3 separate regions of the Triticum aestivum genome follow, and regions 1 and 3 are each linked to region 2. The links are chromatin contacts, called in public Hi-C maps. All regions are on one chromosome and are shown on one strand. The core of a region is the stretch at or near the end of the contact, and the rest is flanking DNA. Distances in the headings are between cores, read along the strand shown.

Region 1 (2,700 bases), core at 125-2,624, 510 kb before region 2:
GACCCCAACACTCGCCGAAAGGACGCTGGGTAGTGGGTCCCCTTTGTTTTACTTCCTTCAACCAATCGAGAAATCCACCAATTTCCACCTAAAACGTGGGCAAAGATGTCAACTCACTTCATCTAATACAACCATATAATAAAACATTCAAAAGTGGCAAATCTTGGAACACAAACATATCACTAACAGTAATAATTAAGTTCAAGAACAACATGGTCCACACCATTTTTTCATTTTCATAACAAGGTTTTGTTGAAACTGATATGTTCTCGCATTAAACCTTATAAGTACCAATGAGTCTTTCCATTAGTTACAGAAAAAAGTTACAATAGAAATGATTGGACCTTTGACTTGAACGTCCGACAGTAAGCCCTGTGATTTTATAAGTTCCAAATAGACCTATGATTATGCACGTTTTCTTGTAGTAACTGTTTAAGGCAACTGTCACACTGCACAATACAAACCAGTGTCCTGTTTAAAATAAGCCTTGAGGTTATTTTCTTTGTCACAGTTGCTACTAATGATTGTTTCCACCACTTTATTGATTAACAATTGCTGGAAACAATCATTAAGTCATAAATGAAACAATGATTTACTCTTTATGATGCCTTCCAAGTCGTTCTTCATCAATTTAGAGCCATCCTCTTTCACAACATTCACTACGAGTAGCGCCGGAGACAAATATTAAGCTACTATGCACTTCTTCTTTTTTACCGAATCCACTTTTCTGACAGTCCAACCCTCTTTGGCTTCCCCCAAATACTAAGCCCTTACAAATTTAACAGCGATCCAATAGAAATTTGCACAGATTTGATAGCACAGGGAATCCACCACGCAAGCTCCAGCCGCCCACGGCTTAAGCTTTCCCCGTGGTCTCTACTCACTATTCAGATAGACCGGTAGGCGCACGTACGTACCTCTGCAGAAGGGTGTTATTTGGGGGCGTTGACCCACAGCTCACGGAACCACGGCGTGGAGGGGGCCGGTGAGAAGGGCAGACCGGAGGGACGGGGGGAGACGCTGCTCTTGGCTTCACAAGTCCGGGCTGCAGCGTTCCTTCCGAAATCCATAAACTGCGGCGGCGGCGGGCGGAGGATTCCGGAGAGCGAACTCGGGGGAATCTTTCTTTTTCTCTCTTCTTCTTCTGTCCGCGAGGTCGCGAAGGGGGACAAACTCGTGGTGAAGGTCGTTATTATATAGGGTAGGTGACGTGAGGTGTCCTCTTTCCGATTCGGACGGTGGAGGTAAAAAGCGCGTGCCATGGCAAGGAAAGTTCGGGCTGGACTCGGTGCGCGTTTCCGTTCCCGGCAAGTATAGTTGACTCCTCAAACGCGGTTGGGCCTGGGTCTTCTGGGCCGTGGCGGGCTGGGAATGAAGCGTGCGTATGCGGTTATATTTTTTTTCTTCCATTAGCCACCTGATGATGATGTATCTGCAGATCAGCAGAAAGAGCTTTGCATTGTCAAAGAGAATGGGTGCAGTGGACCTGACCCCACACGTCAACTGCACTACTACAGAGGATCTCGACCTGGTGCAGTACATATGCAAAATCTTCATCAATCTTGTTTTCCTGAATTAGAAGAAAGCACCGAGAAGGTGCGCGGTGCGGGTCTTACGGACTGGCTCAATAAAATTTAAAAAAAAACGAAAAAGAAAAGAAAAAAGAAAGGCATAACGAAATTTATGAGGTCCTAAGAACGCAACTGAAAAGGAAGAACTGTACAGCTACCCAAAGATGAGAAATTTTTTTGGTGTAAACTCTGAAAAGGAAGAACTGTACGCAATTGATGATGCAAGCAAGTCAGGGGGGCAAGCGTGAATCTTTCACCAATTTTATGCACGAAAATATCAGCACAAGCAGGAAGGCGAGCTACTGACCCAAGATATCTTCGATCAACACCAAGCGAGCCGAACGAGAGCTCTCACCCTCACTCCTGCTACTTGTGGTGTTTCATCGGCCTCGCTGGCGCTGTTAACAGACCTCCAATCAGATTTCCCCCAAAAGATAACATTGCTGAAATTCCTAATGCCAGTGGATCGGCAACTGTCACCAAGACTTCAAGAGTAGTGAACCTGTCATCAAGGAGTTAAGTTTATTAGTTCCAACTTCTTTCAGGAGTCGCATTGGGCTCATTTCCTTGATCAATCAGTCTCGGACTCTTGTTCTAAAGGCAAGAGTCGTGCCAGACAGCCAGAAAGTCCATGCTGATACAACTTTATGAAGAAAACAATTCCATTGCCCTCTATGATCGCCATGATAGTTTTACTAGTTTAGCAGAGGAGGATCGTCGGAAAGGTAAATCTTAAGGCATACATGCAGGATTTAGGTACAGATATTAAGGATATGATTACAGCAGCCCATATGAACGAATAAGAATGCGATCTTGCAAGTCAGCATGCAGATCAAAACACACAATAAGTTTCCCTCTGAAGATAAAATTAATCAGCAGGCACCCTTATTTTATAATTCAGTGTCATAATAAAATATTAACAAGATAATGAGATGTCAGAAACAAACAACATTGTTGTGATGTAAGGCATGAACAAAATGAGATGTGGCTGAACCTTGGTTGGTACTTGGTAGAAAGCCGAAGAGAGTTCCAATGTAGATGGCACATGATATATTTTGCTGCTTGCTTCAACTCCAAGATGCATGCTGTGGCGCGGAGCCATGTTACTTATTTGTCTCAACTCTGTCAA
Region 2 (2,700 bases), core at 114-2,613:
GATTACCCACGATCGACGGTAAGAAAAAGAAGAAACACCATTGGTTGGTTAGATAATAAAACCAAGCATAGTCTACGCCTACATCCATCGACACCACATCGAAGCTTACCCGAGGACCTTCTCTCAAACCCATCCAAGGAGTGACTTTATCTTTGCTTGATAATTCGGCTGCAACCGGGCCGGGCCCATCCACCGCCAACCACCACGACATCGGAAGTCACTGGAGCCTCCATCTCGGCTCATCGTCTCCTCTATCAATCTCTCGCTGCACCATCGGGACATCATCGGAAGGCAGAACATCGTTGGGAGGGAGCCGCACCGTCGAGATTGACGGCCCGTCGCCATTGTAGCAGCACCGATGACAGTGACAACATACGAATCGTGTGAGAGCAATGATGGTTAGATATGGATCGCCTCTCGGGTACCCCTTCCGAGCGACATAGGGATCAACTGGATTAGAGGAGAAAGCAGAGGCAGTGGCGGGATTGAGCCGCGACATCAGTGGTCAGGGTTGGGATAACTTTTCTTTCGTATCATTGTCTTGTTTTATGTGGCGGATTACACTTTTAGTGGGATTTTTTTTAAGATCTAAAGACGATAATGAGCAAGAATATAACAGATGCGCTCTTTTATTGCGGCTTTACAGAAATTTGGGCCTTTTGACCTACCTTGAGTTGAATAGTAGAATACAACGAGAATGAGTGCCATCCACGTAGAAGCCATGATCTTTTGTATTTGCAATCATAAAAGCGCGACTATGTATAAGCTTATTTTGTTAATTTTAGTAAAAGACATGACAATCTGCACATAATCTCCGGTCATCTAAAATGTGTGATTCTTGTGAAATTGTTGGAGGACAAAACTAGATTAAGCTTCAGGTTCAATCATGCATATCCCGTTAATGCAAATTAATGGTGGAGACGACATTCACGTCGATAGCGATGTACCTGCGGTGAATCCAGCAATCTTGAGTCTCTTTTGTTCATGCAGTGAGTGCGTGCGTGTGCGTCGTGTCTAAGTTATACTCTCTCGTTAACGTTCAAACGGATATATCTAGACGCACTTCATCAATCATCAAAACAGAAAAAAAACCTTGCTGATTCCTTGACTCGGGTGCGCCTAACAATTTGCTTCCTTTAAAGACGGCAACTAGCCTCGTTGCGCAAATCCCAGCATCATCTACCTTTTCACTGCCAGCACCCCTAAAGTTCTCAGAAATTACGTCTCTGAAAGTAGCGAAACCGAAGCAGTCCGGCGTCCGCACGAGCAGGGACTCCAGGCTTAATTTTTCAACAACCCACCTACGTATCTGCAAAAGAAACCTATAAATTTATCGTAAAACCACACCCCCCGCTTAAATCCCCGGAGAATCAATCACACAGAGCTCCTCCAAAAAGAACTCTTGTTCCCATCGCATCTCGGCGGCTCCCTCCCCCCCTCCTCGCCCCGATCTAACTCGCCGGCGGCCATGTCGCAGCCGGCTGCCGCCGCCGTCGCGGCGCAGCCGCAGGGGCAGGCCCCGGCTGGGCGGCAGGGAGGCGGCCTGGGCCAGAGCCTCGCCGGCATCGTGCGGATGGCCGTGTTCTGGTACTTCGCGTCCAAGTTCTTCGGCCCCAAGCGCGCCCCCACGGAGCCGGGCTTGCTCATGTCCAACCTCTTTCAGAAGGGAGAGCCAATGGTGAGAACGCCCCCACACACCCCAGAAACTTCGATTTTGGGTGGAGGAGGCGTGTTGTTAGGTTTCTATGGCGGTTTTAGAGCGGTTTATTATTGGGGTCAGTAAAGGCGGGGGGCTCCGCGCTCATGCAGTGCTGTTGGGTTCTGCTTGCTCCGGGGTGAAAATTGTGCAGCGATCTCATCAGTTTTTTTACTGTGATCTCGAACTTTTCTTTTTCTTAATAATATCAGAGGGTGTATTTGTGCTGATTATTATAATTGGGGGAGCTGATTTAGTCGGTTTTATGCGAAGACACCTGTTGTTTGTGTGCCTGTTGGAGGCTGTCGAACAAGTAGGCCACGTTTGTTCTAAAACAAGCAGATCACGGAGATAGTGGTGCTCCACAGCATTGCGGTTTGATGTACTGTGAAAAGAAAGGCATGCATGTTAGTTGGATGTTTTATGATCTCCTCTCAGGAGGCCAAGGGCGTTCTTAGTTGTTCGGAACTACTAGTAGAGTATGCAAGGAAAAAGAAAAGATACACCAAGGATCTCAACAATTTTGGATTATGCGGTGTAGCTGGTTCACTGTTGAGTGAGTTGTGAAGATGATTGATGTTTAAACACTTTTTCTGTTGTTCTTTGAAATGTTTGTCCACGATGAAGCTTAGGATGTCATAGTATGCAATGTACCGTGTGTCCGTAATGAAGCTGAAAACATCACACTATGCATGGATAACGTTTCTTTATGGGTTTTTCATGTAGACTTTGGTGAGGTTGTCTGAACTAGGTATTCCTCGAGATAAAGCCAACTGTACAATTTATTTGGTAGATTGTCACTTTTTTTTATTTTGGGTGGGAAGTTATTTTTTGGTGTTTATGCGGTGCACACCGACCTTGTAACTTGTTGTATCATATTGCTCCAAATATTTGATCGAGGAGGTGTAAATCCATTTTTTTGTCAAATCGACGATTCAGTGGCATGTGGTAATGTCTTATACAGGTCTACATATTAAGATAATTGAATATTACAAATGTTGCTA
Region 3 (2,700 bases), core at 57-2,556, 260 kb after region 2:
CGCGTGTGTGTGTTTCCGCCCGTGAGATAATGCCTGAATATTTCATATCGTGCGCGTTAGGTGCCCACAGCCCACTCACACTTCTCTATACTGTTTGTTTATTAGTATCAGTACGTACGAGTACGGATCGATTTCAGACCGGCCAGTTACCACTTATTACCACACGGTTCAGTTCTATGTACTAGTAGTATTAGTTTAGGATCATCGTTTTCTAACAAGCCTAGATTTGGTACCTCTTACCTGTACTTCTGTTTTGAAGGGAGTCACTGGAGCAAGGCATGTGATGGTCGAATCTATGCCCTGTGATCTCTGCTCTGCACACTGCACTGCTCTGCTCTGCTAGCTAGGGTATGCAAAAGCAGGGGAGCTTTCCAGCAGCAGATTTGGCGCTGCCGTCTTTTTGAACAGCACGCCAAGAATCAGGAGGCATATCTATCTATCTATCTTGGCATATGGGGAGCTAGTATTCCTACATAAGCCATCTATATTGTGGCTTGCTAATTACTAGCATGCAACTTGTGGTGCAAAATCTGTCAAATATATCTCCGTTCCGAATCATTGATCACATCGTTCATAATAGGCATCCGATCTGCCGCATGTACGAATGTACTGTCCCGTTGCACGATCTAGATGGTCCTCCATCCATCGACATTCCTGGTACGTGCTGGGAGTACAGAGTACTACGTAGCTAGGGTACCTGCCTCAGCTCTCCCGAGAGAGAACCAATACCTGCACGGGTGTCGGGTGCACCGTGTCACTGTCTGCGCCAGAAACGAGGACAGGTAAACACATCAATTCCACTATATTTAGGGGGCCATCAAGTAGTTATCCTGCCGTGTGGCTGTGGTTTTAGCTGTCGCACAAGCTCCTCACTGATAGGTCATCCAGAAAAAAAAACAAAAAATAACTCACCAATATAGATAAAGCAGTATATCTCAGTCAAAACTTGGGTCAGGAAACAACTTCCCTCTATCTGAACGTCTCTGCCTCAGTCAATCCGCAACACAAAAACAACAATAAATTGTTGACCTGGAAGCTGACCGCTGGTCGAGATTTCCAGCAAAGCAGAACAAGGAACACACATCGTACATGGACCTGCCCAACGATTAGAGCAAGTCAATCCATATCCATATCCATACGCCATCTGATGCATGTGTGTGCACGCGCCTTTTGGCCCTCCCAACTCAGCAGCAGCTCCTCACACTCACACGATCGCGGGCGGCACTGCACACCTGCACTGCGCTGCCACTATGGAGCGATACCGACCCCGAAATTCCGACGTGAAAGGGAAGGCCACTAGCTCAACGCCCCTTTCGGCATTCGTTGATTCACAACTCGCAAGAGAGAGCAGAGTCATGGCCGTGCTGTGCCCCGCCGCCTATAAATAATGCCCCGACCACCAACATGGCATTTACCTACGCAGCACAGCAGCAGCAGAGCAGAGCTTCGCCATTCAGCTAGAGTGGTGCTACCTACCTAACCCGGTTGACCCCTAGAAAGCATGGACGTTGAGAGCTCCGCGGCGCATGAGGTCTCCGTCGACTGGCGGGGCCGCCCCTGCGAGCCGGGCCGGCACGGCGGCATGCGCGCCGCCGTCTTCGTCCTAGGTACGTCGTGCTCCTACTTATACATCAAGTTGGCTTGTTATACGGAGGAGCGATGGAGCAATGTCCATCCAATCCATGGCGCGCGCGCGCGTGCTGACTGGTGAGGCTGATGTGCAGGCATCCAGGCGTTCGAGATCATGGCGATCGCGGCGGTGGGGAACAACCTCATCACGTACGTGTTCGGGGAGATGCACTTCCCGCTGTCGGAGGCGGCCAACGTGGTGACCAACTTCGTGGGCACCATCTTCCTCCTCTCCCTCCTCGGCGGCTTCCTCTCCGACTCCTACCTCGGCTGCTTCTGGACCATGCTCACCTTCGGCTTCGTCGAGCTATCGGTACTACTCCTGCTTCACTACCGCATATGCGTAATCTCTCTATCAATCTATGCTCACCAATGGGTGGCCTGCGCGTGTTTCATTCAAGTTCAAGACAAGAAGATGAGGAAGATGGAACGTGTGAGGGTGTTTTTCCTTTGCGACCGACCGATTGACTGTTGTTTTCACGTAAAGGGAGATGAACTTGGATGGGCCTGATAAAAAAAGGCTCCAATCACCATGCATGGACCCGGTTTTGGGACCAGGTTGAATTCAACGCACGCAGCATGACTCGTAATTAGGAGTAGTTTTTGTTTTCTGAAAGCAAAGCGAGTACAACTACACACACACGCCAGTGGGAATTTGTTTGTTGTTGTTGTTGGGGCTTGCCTGAAAACAACATGTCCAAACAAAGTTGTGCTAGTGTTACTTGCCTACTTTACTTGGCACTCTCACAATCCCAGTCATTTTTTTCTTTTACCTTAAAAAACCCCATTAATGGAAATATGGAATCGAATAAAAAAATATTTTCATTAAGAATATTTTTTTAAAGAAGGAAAGCCCCGGCCTCTGCATTAGAATGATGTATGGAGCCATTTTCATTAAGAATATAATCGGAAATACTAGTACTGTTTTGCAATGGATTTTTATTGGTAGGTGTTTTCTTTTCATCTGTCCTCAGGGCTTCATACTACTGTCAGTGCAAGCACACCTTCCGCAGCTGAAGCCGCCGCCGTGCAACATGGCGTCCATGGACGGCAGCTGCGAGCAGGCCAGGG

The links. Hi-C and Micro-C count contacts between places; a contact is called where the count stands out from the background.
Region 1: a contact with region 2 is called in a Hi-C map of leaf, with 5 times the contacts expected there. The contact joins the promoter of LOC123189294 here to the promoter of LOC123189291 in region 2. A contact is called at or near these places in 2 of 5 Hi-C or Micro-C datasets (both in leaf).
Region 3: a contact with region 2 is called in a Hi-C map of leaf, with 6 times the contacts expected there. The contact joins the promoter of LOC123189289 here to the promoter of LOC123189291 in region 2. A contact is called at or near these places in 2 of 5 Hi-C or Micro-C datasets (both in leaf).

What each region holds. Positions count from the first base shown.
Region 1 is chr2A:536,715,017-536,717,716 of IWGSC CS RefSeq v2.1, reverse strand. LOC123189294 reads right to left here and starts at 1,374. Exons shown (of 4, transcript XM_044601683.1): 1 at 918-1,374; 2 at 1-88. LOC123189293 (putative pentatricopeptide repeat-containing protein At5g08490) reads right to left here. Exons shown (of 3, transcript XM_044601682.1): 2 at 2,566-2,693; 3 at 1,879-2,073.
Region 2 is chr2A:536,206,751-536,209,450 of IWGSC CS RefSeq v2.1, reverse strand. LOC123189291 (CLPTM1-like membrane protein cnrB) reads left to right here and starts at 1,363. Exons shown (of 12, transcript XM_044601679.1): 1 at 1,363-1,678. The coding sequence starts at 1,469.
Region 3 is chr2A:535,947,782-535,950,481 of IWGSC CS RefSeq v2.1, reverse strand. It overlaps LOC123189289 (protein NRT1/ PTR FAMILY 4.3), which reads left to right and starts at 1,306. Exons shown (of 5, transcript XM_044601677.1): 1 at 1,306-1,607; 2 at 1,725-1,942; 3 at 2,604-2,700. The coding sequence starts at 1,502.